5 separate regions of the Mus musculus genome follow, and all the other regions are linked to region 4. Evidence: chromatin contacts called from public Hi-C data. All regions are on one chromosome and are shown on one strand. Each heading gives the region's core, a stretch centred on a gene start, on an enhancer-like site or on the middle of the called end of the contact. The rest is flanking DNA. Distances are from core to core; before and after follow the strand shown.

Region 1 (2,700 bases), core at 118-2,617, 800 kb after region 4:
CTCAAGTACTTGTATATTTTGACAGGTGCACCAAGGTGAAGGTGGGAGATTAGAACAGAGCATTATTGCCCATTACTATCTGAATATCACTATTACATATATATATATATATATATATATATATATATATATATATATACATACTCTATATATTACTGACTATTAACATTACTATTCTGAGGGAGTGCATCCTATCTCCAGCCAGCATTTCAAAAGTGGTAAAATAATGCTACATTTCCAGAGGACAAATACTGCTGTGTGGCCATGCTGTAGAAAGTACTGTGTGCATGGGGGGTAGGGTGGGCAGAGGGGGCTTGATGTTAGATGTTTTTGCATAATCCTGCTATGACAGCAGAAGGCACCCCATGGAGGCTAAAGCACAAGTTTATCTGTCTGTCTGAAATGGAAGTTGACACTATGAGAACAAGAGGTTAAATCCTCTACTTTCTACTTTCACTTCAATAATTAACCAAACAATTTTGTCCAAAGAAAACATGCTTGTAAAATATTTTTAAATAGTGATTATTGTTTACATTCATCCTTTCATAAAGTTGCATTGATAGCTTTCGGAGACCTTCACCAGCGTTGATTCTGAAAGAGATCATCACCAGAACTGGGCTTGCAGATATTAGCTGTGGTTTCTTAGGACTGTGTAGTAAGCTTCACAGGTCATAGCCCAGAGCTGAGTAAGGAGGACACCTCTATGTTATTGAAGCCCAGCACCCTGGAAAACAGGGTGAACAGAAAGTGCCACATTTAAGGACAGGATCAATGCCTATTTCCAGGAGTCAGGCTTGGGTGATAACTCAATACTAAGTGCTTGACTGACTTGGAGAATCTGCAATCAGCTGTAAGATGCAATCTGAGCCTTGTTGCTAAGGTCTCAGAGCCAGAAAGAAAGAGAGGGACCACACCCTGTCCATGAAAAGTATGGAAAGCCTATCTTAATAAACTGGGCTAGTTAAGCTTGCTGAGACTTCAGGTCCTGAAGTTCCAAGGAAGCTGGCAATACTTAGATGGACTGTTAGGACACGGAAGGGCACGGAAGTCATGAAAGCCAGGGAGTCTTGATTCTCATTCTAAGTGCCTTTTAAAGTAATGGGGATTTTGGTAGACCACAATTCAATTGCTAAGTAATTGTATTGAATAAAATGTTCAAATGAGATTAATTGGCCCACTTAACAGCCCAAAGACTGCTACATAAAATAAGGTACAATTTTAAAGGAAGGATTAAAAAGAAAATGTGAAATCTGCTCCTCACCTCTCCAATCTGTGGCTTCTGTGGCATCCGTGACGGGACTGATGGTGGACAGTATCCCCACCCAATGGTCATGTTCTTGGTTTCAGGATCCTGAGTCATAACCTCAAGCTGGGCTCCACAAGAAGAGGAACAAACCCTTACATGGGACGTTGAAGAAAGCATGGTATTTGCTGAACAGTAACAGCTACAATAAAAAATCATGGATTTGGATAACATCAGCCATCATCTTGCTATCGATCGGCAAATTCAAGCCTCCCTTGACAGGTATCTAATCTCTGTGATGGATGGAGAGTCCGTATGTCCACATGACTTGGCCGTAGGGTACTCAGACATTTGGTCAATGCTATTCTGGGTATGTCTGTCAGAGATTTCTCTATGAGATTAGCATTTGAATCAGCAGAATGATGGAAAACAGGTTGCCCCTCTGAATGTGAGGGGCCTTGACTAATCCACTGAAGGTCTAACTAGAAAGAAGAACAAAAACCTGACCATGGAGGAATTGCTTTTTTCTACCTGATGGCCTTTAAGCTGGAATTTTGGGCCTTTATTCTTCAGACTCATACTTGAGCCTTGAATTTGGAGCCCTTGATTGACTGCATCTTAAGTCTAACACTATGGGACTTCTTAATGTCCATGGTGCGTGAGTCACTTCATTGTGACCCATGTAATCTTTATTGTCTATCTTATCTACCCATTCATTACCTGTCCACCATCCACCAGTCTACCCATCTGTACATGTAAACATACATGTGTTGTTTCACTTACCTGTGTATTCATCCACTTAGCATTTATTCAGTCACCCACCTATTACCCATCTACCATTTAGGTGTCTCTTTCTTTGCCTCTTTGTCTGTAGGCCTGAACATGGTGGTCACAGTAAAATATTTCCTAATATACAACAACTAAAATTAATCCAAACTCTAATCGGAGGTGTTGCTGCCAGCATTTCCCTAAGCCACGTCAGTACCGTGCAGTTTTGTTTGCAGAACACACAACCTACATCATATTTGTCATGCTACCTTGAAACAGCAGCAAATGCCCCAAAATGAGTCCGATCAGATTTTCAGACTATTATGGGTTATAGATTGCAGCATTTTCAATGTATAAATACAGTTTTCACCTCTTAGAGAAATATAATTGTATAATTATAAAACCAAAAGCTTTTAATATTTTCCTATAATTCCTCAGCAATTAGATACAAAATTAGAGCAACTTTGGTTGATATTAATTAGAATGTTTGGCTTTAGAAATTGTTGTTTAGGGCTAGGAATTGTAGCTAAGTGTGTAAAGCACGGATCTGCCATTCACAAAGCTCTGGGTTCCATTCACAAAGCTCTGGGTTCCATCCCCAGCACTTTGTGAAGCTGAACATAATGGAGCATGCCTGTAGTATCTGCACTCAGGAGGTACAGGCAGAAGAGTCAGTTCAAGATTACCCT
Region 2 (2,816 bases), core at 45-2,544, 730 kb after region 4:
GCATCTCATATATGCTATGCTGGCCTGGAACTATTGATGTAGCCAAAGATGAGGTGAACTTCTGGCCTTCCTGCCTCTACCTCCAGACTGTAGGGATTATAAGGGTACCGCACTCAGTTTCTATGGTTCTGAGGATGAAATTTAGGTCTACTCCACATGCTGATCAAACATTCTAAGCTACATCTCCAGCTCAAATCTGCATTTTAGATGTGATTTCTAAAGAGTTCTTAAAATATCAAAAATTAAGTGATATCACCCAAGGACCCACAAGAAGGATGACTTAAAAAACACTCATGCACGTGGTTAGCACTGGGAATTTCCAGCAGATTGGCCCAGGGGAAGAGAGCTGTCAGGCAAAAATGAATGGTTTGGGTGTAAATGTAGAGCACAGATGATGGTGACCACAGCTGCCAGGGCCAACTTCCTTCTGTTCAGTTCCTGGATCCCTTCCTTACTGGCTGTCTGGCCTTGGGCCAGTCAAATTCAACTTCCTGGAGATGGATTCTTCATAATCACTACATTGTAAGGTGAGGGTATCAGTCAGCTGAAGTTTATTGGGATTATTCTGTGAGTCATAGAAGATCTTTAACCTCAGAAACTTAGTTTTCCCCTTAGCTAAAGCACAACTGCTCCTCCTTTTTCTCCTTTTTTTCCTCCTCCTCCTCCTCCTCCTCCTCCTCCTCCTCCTCCTCCTTTCCCTTCTCCTCACCCTTCTTCTTTCTCTTCCTCTTCTTTTACTTGTGTGTGTGTGTGTGGAGGGGTATGCACATGTGAAGTACCATGAGTATGGAGGTCAGGAAGTCAATTTGTGGAAGTCACTTCTCTGCTTCCTCCATGTAAGTCTCAGTGACTCAATTCAGATCATGTTTGTCAGCTTGGTAGGTTTACCCACGCTCATGGCTTCAATATGCTTGCCTCAGGGAGTAGCACTATTTGGAGGTGTGACATTGTTGGAGTACGTCTGTCTCTGTGAGCGTGGGCTTTAAGACCCTCATCCTAGCTGCCTGGAAGTCAGTCTTCCACTAGCAGCCTTTGGATGAAGATGTAAAACTCTCAGCTCTGCCTGTGCCATGCCTGCCTGGATATTGCCATGCTCCTGCCTTGATGATAATGGACTGAACCTCTGAACCTGTAAGCCAGCCCCAATTAAATGCTGTTTTTTATAAGACTTGCCTTGGTCATGGTGTCTATTCACAGCAGTAAAACCCTAAGACACCCGCCTAACTGTCTTGGCTCTTGAGTTTCATTATGACATCATTCTTCTGTTCTCAATGACCCTCTTCCTCTTCCCAACTTTCAACTTCAGCTTCCATGCCTTTGTGTGTGCATGATTCAATAAGTTTAATTGGGGTTGCTTTGTAGTGTGTGTCAAGGTTTACTTATAAGCGCATAGGCAACATATGATGGCTGCATCATTGAAGAAACTGACTCATGGGTTCTTATCAGACCTCACCACACCTCCAATTCTCTGGTCCTTTCTCTCCTTTTCATTTGCATGCACCCTGTCTTATAGCCAAGCTCAACTACATAGAAATGAGGTTGAAGGTGTGCTACATGGAAGTCATGGGGCAAAGCTCACACAACAAAGTGTGGTGGGGATTTTTGTAGTGTGTGAGAGAAATCAAAATGTTGTGAGAAAGGGGAGTGATGAAGGGGAATGGTTCTTGCACAAAAGGTTGAGGAATAATGGAGAGGAACAGTTCTATCAGAGTAAGCTGATGAACTTCCACAGTGCAGCTCAGGCTCCTGGCTCACAAGGGGATTTTAAAGGGGGAAGGTATTAAAGTAATTCTGATGCCTGCTGAGCTTTGGGGCCTCAGAGCTGCCCAGGAAACACCCTAATTAACAGAAGTGTTAAGATTTCCTGTTGGGTGTGGTTAAATCAAACCAATGCATAATAAAAGAAACCCTTGTTTTCTGGGATCATGGCCTTATTCTAAAAGACCTCATCAGTGGATACCGAGAAGCTATCCCAAAGATGAGATCCGCTCTGTTCTTGAATTAAAAATTATGGCCCATGAATTGTAAAGTATAACAATAGCTGCAATAAAATGACTGAGAAACCCAAATTCATCTAATCACGCATCCATCTGGCTCATTCAAGCACACACAGTGCACAAAAGACTATGGTTGCTGCCTGCCTTCCCTCTGCTTTCCCTGAATAGAGTGTCAGGAGATCACCATCAAACCCTGTGATAAACACTCACATTTCCACAAATGTAGATTGTGTTTTAGAGAGATCAGCTTTAAATTAGTTTATTAAAATAGGATAAAACCCAGAAGTCTAAAAGAGCAGCGTTAATATTCTGCTCAAATCATCTCTTGATTTCTGTTTCGAAGGGCACTCACTGTAAGACAGCCTGGTTTTTATTACAGTGAAGAAAGGGACTCCTTCCATTAATCAGACAGAGCCATAAAAACAGGTTTCTCTAAAAGCCGATGCCTGACAAGTCCAAGTGCAAAGTTTGATTTTGTGAGAAGGTAAAGAATCTCTTTAGAAATATTATAATCAATTCTGAAAACTTAATTTTTTTTAAAGCTCCGTGGCATTTTAGCTATTGTGATTTCAATACCAAATGTTCCTCCAAGTGATCTTATTCTGTCTCGTGGAAGAAAATGAACTATTTAGCTCCGTGCTTAATGGCTAACTCCATTCAGTGTATCCATTAGGGCCATCCCCCAGACAGCTCTGATCGATACATCTGGTTATGAACCAGAGGTCCTTGCAGCCAGCGATACTCAGTGGAGATAAAGAGCTGAGGGCCCTGGGTGATTGATGCTTTCACAGCAGTGTCCTGACAGGTGAAGCTCCACAA
Region 3 (2,700 bases), core at 22-2,521, 650 kb after region 4:
CAGGAAAGCAAGAGGCTCACAGGATCCAATGGGGATGAGATTAGCTGAAATATCCAACAAAGGGGAAAAAAAGAACCTGTAGGGACCATATCCTGAGGTTAGACATGGCCCCGGTTGAGGGGATGGGGTCACCCACCCATCTCCAAAATTTTAACCCAGAATTGCTCCTGTCTAAAGGAAATGCAGGGAAAAAGAGTGGAACAGAGACTGAAGGAAAGGCCATCTAGAGACTGCCCCACCTGTGGATCCATCCCATATGCAGACACCAAACCCAGGCACAATTGCTGATATCAATAAGTGGTTGCTGATACCAAGAAGAGCCTGATATAGCTGTCTCCAGAATGGCTCTGCCGTAACCTTCAGTCTCTGTTCCACTCTTTTTCCCTGCATTTCCTTTAGACAGGAGCAATTCTGGGTTAAAATACAGATGGGGATGCACAAAATCAACCATCAGACTGAGCACGGGAACTCTAGTGGAGAAGTTAGGGAAGGACTGAAGGAGCTGAAGGAGTTTGTAACCCCATAGGAAGAACAACAATATCAACCAACCAGACCCCTGCTCCCAGAGCTCCCAGGGAATGGGAGGGGAGGCCCTTGGTCCTGTGAAGGCTTTATGCCCCAGTGTAAGGGAATGCTAGGGCAATGAGGTGGGAGTGGGGGGGGCACCCTCATAGAAGCAGGGGGAGGAGGGATGGGTTGGGGGTTTGTGAAGGAGAAACAGGGAAAGGGGATAACATTTGAAATGTAAATAAATAAAATAACCAATAAAAAAAAAGAAAGAAAAGAGAGGAAAAGAAAAGAAAAGAAAAGAAAAGAAAAGAAAAGAAAAGAAAAGAAGATGCATTCAAATAGTAAAATATGATCAAAGATGATGTATCTTACATGCAGAAATTCCTGAAGGTTCCATAGAAAAAAAATAGACCAACTAAGTTCAACAAAGCAGTAAGAAATAAAACATTAAAATTGAAAAAAATGCTCAGTTGAAAAACCACTTGCCAAACAAACACAAAGACTAAATGCAATTCCAAAAACTCCTGTGTAAAAGCTGCATTTTGGTGGCACACACACAATTCAATTGCTGAGCAGGTAGAGACAGTCCCAGGTCACTGGGACTCTCAGGCTAGTCAGTCTAACTGAGTCAGAGCATTCCTGTCTCAAGAAGCAAGCTCCTGAAGAATGATACCTAAGTTTGACCTCTGGCCTCCACATAAACACACACAAGATGTTCTGTCCACTTCTCCAAGCCAAGCCTATTCAGTTCCTCAAAAGGCCTGGGCCATCCCATGGTTCCTGTATTGAACCTCTGCTGTACTACTGTAACCAATTTAATGATCACAGAGGCTAAGTAAGTGTTCAACTGTCTCTTTCTCTTCTTGCTGTTACTAAATCCTTCCATATTAATAGTCAATTTCCCAGCAAAAACGTTACAGTACTAGCAGCTTGGGAAGAAGATAAGAGCTTGTAGAGATGGGAGAGCACGGTACTGCCTATGAATCACACCAGCAGGATAACTAGAAGAAAAGCATCAGTCTCAAGGAAACATTAGCTTGGGGAAGTGAAGGGGACCAATGAGAAAATCAGTCGCTGTGCCCTCCTGCATCCATCAGCCCTGCCATATCCCTGCTACCTCACTGTCCTGTGTGCTATGAATGAATCCAAATGAACTGGTATCTCTTGACACTTTTGTTTCTCCATTTTCACTGACACCTCACCCTTAGCACTTGACCCAGAGCCCCAAAAGTTGGGGGATATGGGCAGGGATAGGCCACTTCATACTTTAGTAATGTAAAGATCTTGAAAATATTTATCAAGACATATTCTCTTCTTATGTCCCTTTTGGGGTTCCCCATTCTTCTAAGACAATGGTTCTCAAACTTCTTAATGCTTAATTCGTTCTGTTCCCTGCTCATAAAATTATTTCACTGCCACTTTATAGCTATAATTTTGCTACTGTTATGAATCATAATGTTAATATTTGATATGCAACCCCAAAGGTGTCATGACCCTCAGGTTGAGAACCACTGTTCTAAGGCTTTATCAAAGCAGTGTCTCTTGCCTCTCTGAGTGTGGGTCGCATTACAACCTTCCACCCTGGACACTCAAGACAAGAGTCAGTCCTTTAAGACCCTTGCTAGCCTGGCTTCCCTGGAGTTGCCTTCAATATTGTTTAATTCATCTCTTTAGGAGGATTTCTTTTGAGTTCTTCTGTTTTGGGTCTAACTGATGTAATTTTATCTCAAAAACAATATTAGTGTGAGTAATAGACATCAAAGCATGTGACTTCCTGCTTGCCTTATGTCAGGGACTTTGAGATCAGCATCCAATATTTCACCATTTAGGTGACCAGCTCTGCTGACCCACTCAGCCTTTTTCCTCAGAGCTTCCCTTTCCCAAAAATAATACCCTCTAAATCCAAGCCAGTTGAAAGTACTAGATACACCCAACTGCTTGGAGCCCCAGAGAATGAGGCTAGGATTTCTTCAGCTAAATTACACTGGGCCTCGCTTTTTCCTTCACTCTCGAGACCCCTATCGCCAAATTCTGCTAATCTATTTGCTTACCTAATAACTACAGATCACAAATACTTCCTAAGTACACATGGAGTACTCTTCAAGACAAGCCATATGGTGGGCCACTATGGGTGGAATGTGTCCCCAAAGGCCATGTATTGGACAGCCAGGTCCACATGCAATTAGACCA
Region 4 (2,717 bases), core at 129-2,628:
GCTGAGGCTGGGGCTTGGAGCACTGGGAAGGTGAAAAGATTAGATGTTCACTGTCATTCTTGTTTACATAGCTAATTCAAAGCCAGTCAGGGATACATGAGACCTTGCCTCAAAAAAAAAAGGAAGAAAGAAAGAAAGAAAGAAAGAAAGAAAGAAAGAAAGAAAGAAAGAGGGAAAGGGAAAGGAAAGGAAAGAAAAGAAAAGAAAAGAAAAGAAAAGGAAAGAAAAGAAAAAAAAAAGCCTAGCGTTCTCAATTAAAAAGAAACCTATAACATCATGGGAGTCCCTCTACTCTTTCCCTTCCTCCTCTGAACCCCTCCTCCATGGGGGCTGTTGGTTTGATGTTTTCATGTGTCACTGGGTGGTAAGAAGCCTCCTGGCTCACAGGCCTCGATGCCAAGTTTGACTTCTGTTGAGGGCTCTTTCATTCAGGTTTCTCAGTTGCTGAGTTGCTTAAGATTCCTAAGTACATAAACTTTAGGAGGGAAAAAAAATCTCATTTTTGCCAGAACTGCTCTTTAATGAAGTACAGAGCCTTATAATTTGGACTGGGAAGCAGAAATACAAACTGGAAACACTAGGCAATGTCTTTGATTTGCACAGATAGTTTGTTCAGCCTCAGTGTGGCAATAAGTTACCAAGACACATGGGAAAGAGGACGGTAAATAATTTTCATGTTTAAATTAAATGTTTCCATCTTTATGATGTTTTAACTCACAAATTTGGAGAGTATTATACAATGATTTATTGAACAAAAAGAAATGTTTAATCAAACTACCAACTGGGGAGAAGAAAAGAGTGTAAGCTTCCATGTTTGAAGCCTCAAGTAGTCCCTGCATTGCCCTAGAACTATGTCTAGGGGGCTGGGGCTGGGGCTGGGGCTGGGGCTGGGGCTGGGGCTGGGGCTGGGGCTGGGGCTGGGGCTGGGGCTGGGGCTGGGGCTGGGGCTGCTACTAGGTTGGCAAAATGCTTACCTAAAATGCATGAAGTCCTATTTTTAACACTCTAAACTTGGCATACAAGTGTTATCACCTCTGAGGTGGAAGCAGGAGGATCAGAAATTCAAGGTTGCAGAGTGAGTATGAGGCTAGCCTGGGCTACATGAGCCAGCTGCCTCAAAAAACAAAAAAACAAAAAAACCAAACAACAAGAAAGTAAAATAAAGAAAATATATCTAGATTAATTCTGATAGACAGCTTGGTTGGATGCATCATGTTTTCTGGAAATGTCCTTGAATGTCAGTAGAATTTAATTTCAGTAAAGTGAGTACCTGGTTTTGTCTCCTTTCTAGGTAAAGATCTAAAAACACACACAGAGAGTAGGGAGTTTTCTGTACCCTTGATTAAGTCCTGGGATGTGGTTTCAGTAGCCAAGAAAGGAGGAAGTAGAGAAAACATGACTCACTGCCCCAAGCAGTATGGTACTGCCCCATGTTCCAGAGCTCTTAGGCCTGGGGTTTTCTGCCATTGGAGTTGGTGGGGGAGGGGTAAGTTTGTTGTGACAAGCTTTCTAAAGGAACCATTTAACATGTTCTGGCCCCACACTTTTTGTCCTTTTTGAGGGGAGGGGTGTCATGTCATAATTTTTTCTATTGTTTTGCTCCCCAAAGGAATAGGCATTTCATTTCCCCAAGGTTTACCAAATAGACAGCTGTAACACGATGCTGTTTCCCCTTTCCCCTATATTTAATATATAATTAGTATGTAAACGTATACATTCCCTACCTGCTTCTTACAGAAGCAAAGCTCACCAGTAGTAACCGGTAATATCACAAATCAACTTCACCACACAGATATAAAAACTGATATAATTTGGGTGGAAAAAATGTTCACTTGGAGGCCAATTCTGCCTCTTTCAGCTCTGAAGCCCTGCTTTCAGATTCCTACTGTTGGAAAGGGTCTCCTTGTTCTCTGCCTAGTGTAAGGTTATTTTTGAAAAGATAATTTAAATATTAGAAGGTACTAGAAAGTGGGCTAAACCCCAACATCTTTAATAAGAACAGAGCTAATGGAATAATAGCCATCAGGTTTGGGATTTTTATGAAAACGTTTAATTCAACTGCTTCTTTGGAATGTGTAGTTTCGAGATTAAGTTACAGTTCATTCTAGGTGGTTTTTATGCTACTCAGAGAATACAAATGTCATTTCAAGTTAAGGCTTCGCTGTTCATTTTGAAACAATTTACAAGTGTCATACATATCATCATAGAAAATAAAAATTTCTGTAAAAAAAATTTGCACAAAATTTTATGAGGGTACAAAACATGAAGCAATAATATACCAGAAAATGAGACATCTTACTACGGAAAGTCTTATAGATTTCAATAAAGAAAAAATATGTTATTTTACACCTTTAAAAATTACGAAACAATCTAAAACAATATAAACTGAACATTTTGTAACACTGCCTTTACAAATTAATAACTTTATAAACATATAACTTTTAAATATATTTATCAGTGCAAGGTACTTTAAAATTTAAAGTTGCAGTATCATTTTTCCTTGGCTGAGGACACTGGTCAAGTTTGTTGTCTTACAAACAAAGTCTTACTTAATGCTTTCCCCCCAGTATGATTATAACAAGTGAATTGATGCCTCTGGGAATAAAAACATATTCTTTATTTTAGTGATCAATACTTTCCTGGAAAAAAGACATTCTCAATCCCATTAAACCAGGGTGAACAAAAAACATTTGTCCAGGAAGCAGATGTGATCTCTA
Region 5 (2,801 bases), core at 180-2,679, 570 kb after region 4:
ACTGTGATCTGTTCCCTTACACAGATGCCCCTGGCAGGATATACTGGCTAGGCTGCCTGTCAACCATAACCAGAAGAAAAGGCCAGGCATGGTAATGTGCTGGAATCCCAGTGCTGAGGAGGTTGGGATGGTAGATTCCTAGAGCTCAGTAGCCAACTAATCTAGCTGAATCAGTATCCCCAGGTTAAGTGAGAGAAGCTGTCTCAAAGAATAAGCAGATGAGTGTTTGAGAAAGACATGATGTTGACCTCTGGCCTCCACATGCATGCACACAGATATACCTACCTATACACACACACACACACACACACACACAGAGAGAGAGAGAGAGAGAGAGAGAGAGAGAGAGAGAGAGAGAGAGAGAGAGAGAGAGAGAGAGAGAAAGTAAAGCAGATAAAATTAGAAGTATTCAAAAGGTCTCAAGAGTTTTGGAAACACTTGGGTCTTCTTTTAGCCTGGATGTTCAATAGCATCCCCTCTTTACTTCCGTGACTCTGGGGATGAGTGACTTTGGATATGTGCTGCTTTCTGAGATCATCTATCTGTTGCCTTCCTATAATATCTGTTAAAAGATGGATTTTTTGTGAAGAACACCTTGGAAGAGATGCTGTTGCACAAGTAGGCTTTCTCTAATGGTCTTATACTGCATGAGCGAGCAGTTGAAGGCACAGAGCCGGCTGTGTGGAGGGCTGCTCCATTGCATAGAAACCCTAGCAACTACAGACTTCCGACGTTGCAGCCCAGATGCCTCAAAAGCCTACATAATGAGCTGCCTCATTCATAGGTGATAGTACACTACCGGGGAAGAATTGACCTGACACTCTGAAACCCCAGACTCCCAGCATCCCTGAGGTCTGATTAGGCAGTTTGTTGTAAGACTCACATCAAACTGTGGAACACAGAAAGATCCCATAAATAGTGCTTGAAATTGATTTTAAGGTCAGAGCAACCTGAACCTCTGACCCTGACTTTTAACCTCCCGAGTCTTAACTTTCCATCTCTGTTGTTGTTGCAATTGCTCACATTCTGAGCAGAAAGGACAGCTCCACCTCCCATGTACCAAGGCACAGAATCCTACAGTGGGACCGTTGCTGGGCAACGGCAGCTAGACCAATTTGTTTGGGGAGAATTTAAGAATGATTAGGCTTGCAGGGTTGGCTTGGGTGGTTCCTTTCTTCCTTTCCTAGGGTACCTATTCCTGGATGTTGTAAATATTCATCTGAGTTTTGCATATATGAGGGGAAACATATTTAAATGAGTTTGGGAGGACAATTTGCTTGGGTACCTCACTACTATCTTTTATGTTTTGCAGACAGCACACTGCAGAAAGAGAAGTAGCGTTTCTGTGCCTGTTATTGACACAGATGATATGCTGGCAGCCAGCTTGCTTCTGTCACTTAGAACAATGGGAACCGAAGGTGCGGGGTAACCAGTGTGGTTAGTAATTGTCAGAAAATGGGGAAGGTCCAAGTGCCAGGCACTGAGTGTTTCCTCATGCGTGTGACTGTAAAGAGTCTCCTGGCCTCCCTGTCTTGTCAGTGTTATCAACACTAAAATACCCACTGGGATAACCCCAGGAGAGCTGCCTATGAAAGGTGAAAGGAAGAAATGCTTTCTTTCAAAAGGAATGTGACTTTTTAAAGGATCTGCAGCTCACTGATGTCAGATGAGTCAAAAAGGGATAGGAACCCCAACCTCTCCTGAAACCATGGGTGTCAACATCGCCTCCTCTCCAGGAATGTCAGTATGTGCACATACTCCCAGGCACATTTATTTCACAATTCCACAGGCAGTAAAGATACTGATGTTTCTCCATAGGAACTTGAGGAGCTGTCTTGAAAACTGACTCTTTTGGTTTTCCCATAAGCCTGCAACATCCGTTGAAGTCAGTTTTTTTCTGTCTGAAGCATTCTCTTTGTCTCCATGACCACCTGACTGCTTCTGAAAGAGAGCTTCCTGGTGCTGCTGTGTCCCGCTTTAGCTACAACTTGGTCAGGAGCCCCTGGCACCATACAGAGGATTAAGTGCCCCCTCTCTGGCCAAGTATACCAGTTGTTTGTAGGGCACTATAAGCTGTGAGTTCCATCTCTTCACCCTCAGGGGGATGTCAATAGACTAAAAATGTGCCTCTGGACCATCTGACAGTATGGGCTCCAAAGCTGTTGGGCTTTTAGACCAAATTGCATTCAAGTACATATCCCATCTACAAGATCCATATCCCCAGTCCCTAATCCTGGGTCCCCAGGCTAATTTTGTAGGCTCTCTTGCATATGAGGCAGCATCTGGCGTAGGATTCAGCTAAACTGTTTCTGGATCCGAGTTTTGCTTGGATGTAAGTTAGCTATGTTGCTTCATTTAAGGGAGACATTTTGGATATAAAATGGAGTACCAACCGCTCAGTTGGTAAAGTGTTTATCTTACAAGCAGGAGAACCTGAATTCAATACCTAGAATCTATGTCAAAATCCAGGAGTGACGGCTTCACTTATAATCTCATCATGGGGAGGTGTGATGGTTTGTATATGCTTGGCCCAGAGAGTGGTATTTTGTGGGCTTTAATACCTTGTCCTAGCTGCCTGGGACTGAGTATTCTGCTAGCAGCCTTCAGATGAAGATGTAGAACTCTCAGCTCCTCCTACATCATGCCTGCTTGGATGCTGCCATGTTCCTACCTTGATGATACTAGACTGAACCTCTGAACCTGTAAGCTAGCCCCAATTAATGTTGTCCTTTATAAGAGTTGCCTTGGTCACAGTGTCTGTTCACAGCAGTAAAACCCTAAGACAAGAGGCAAAAATATCC

The links. Hi-C and Micro-C count contacts between places; a contact is called where the count stands out from the background.
Region 1: a contact with region 4 is called in a Hi-C map of bone marrow-derived macrophages, with 12 read pairs. The contact joins two enhancer-like sites. A contact is called at or near these places in 6 of 484 Hi-C or Micro-C datasets (the HL-1 cell line, bone marrow-derived macrophages, cerebral cortex and 2 more) and 1 of 9 other capture datasets (embryonic stem cells).
Region 2: a Hi-C map of bone marrow-derived macrophages shows a contact between it and region 4, with 15 read pairs. The contact joins two enhancer-like sites. A contact is called at or near these places in 1 of 484 Hi-C or Micro-C datasets (bone marrow-derived macrophages), 1 of 115 datasets of contacts at active chromatin or transcription factors (acute myeloid leukemia) and 1 of 9 other capture datasets (embryonic stem cells).
Region 3: a contact with region 4 is called in a Hi-C map of bone marrow-derived macrophages, with 15 read pairs. The contact joins two enhancer-like sites. A contact is called at or near these places in 2 of 484 Hi-C or Micro-C datasets (bone marrow-derived macrophages and macrophages), 3 of 115 datasets of contacts at active chromatin or transcription factors (a beta-TC-6 cell line, bone marrow-derived dendritic cells and cardiomyocytes) and 1 of 9 other capture datasets (embryonic stem cells).
Region 5: a Hi-C map of bone marrow-derived macrophages shows a contact between it and region 4, with 14 read pairs. The contact joins two enhancer-like sites. A contact is called at or near these places in 1 of 484 Hi-C or Micro-C datasets (bone marrow-derived macrophages) and 1 of 9 other capture datasets (embryonic stem cells).

What each region holds. Positions count from the first base shown.
Region 1 is chr8:127,708,283-127,710,982 of GRCm38.p6, reverse strand. No RefSeq gene overlaps it. Among named protein-coding and RNA genes, the nearest start is that of Gm32532, 19 kb to the right of the region's middle. Within about 2 kb of position 1,367, at least 10 of the 459 cell types and tissues checked have an H3K27ac peak or open chromatin away from gene starts, as enhancers often do. A contact at or near this core is called in bone marrow-derived macrophages, where this site is marked.
Region 2 is chr8:127,778,794-127,781,609 of GRCm38.p6, reverse strand. No RefSeq gene overlaps it. Among named protein-coding and RNA genes, the nearest start is that of Gm32590, 26 kb to the left of the region's middle. Within about 2 kb of position 1,294, at least 9 of the 459 cell types and tissues checked have an H3K27ac peak or open chromatin away from gene starts, as enhancers often do. A contact at or near this core is called in bone marrow-derived macrophages, where this site is marked.
Region 3 is chr8:127,850,947-127,853,646 of GRCm38.p6, reverse strand. No RefSeq gene overlaps it. Among named protein-coding and RNA genes, the nearest start is that of Gm32590, 47 kb to the right of the region's middle. Within about 2 kb of position 1,271, at least 3 of the 459 cell types and tissues checked have an H3K27ac peak or open chromatin away from gene starts, as enhancers often do. A contact at or near this core is called in bone marrow-derived macrophages, where this site is marked.
Region 4 is chr8:128,504,787-128,507,503 of GRCm38.p6, reverse strand. It overlaps Nrp1 (neuropilin 1), which reads right to left. Exons shown (of 17, transcript NM_008737.2): 17 at 2,028-2,717. Among named protein-coding and RNA genes, the nearest start is that of Gm32643, 13 kb to the right of the region's middle. Within about 2 kb of position 1,378, at least 53 of the 459 cell types and tissues checked have an H3K27ac peak or open chromatin away from gene starts, as enhancers often do. A contact at or near this core is called in bone marrow-derived macrophages, where this site is marked.
Region 5 is chr8:127,938,084-127,940,884 of GRCm38.p6, reverse strand. No RefSeq gene overlaps it. Among named protein-coding and RNA genes, the nearest start is that of Gm32590, 130 kb to the right of the region's middle. Within about 2 kb of position 1,429, at least 28 of the 459 cell types and tissues checked have an H3K27ac peak or open chromatin away from gene starts, as enhancers often do. A contact at or near this core is called in bone marrow-derived macrophages, where this site is marked.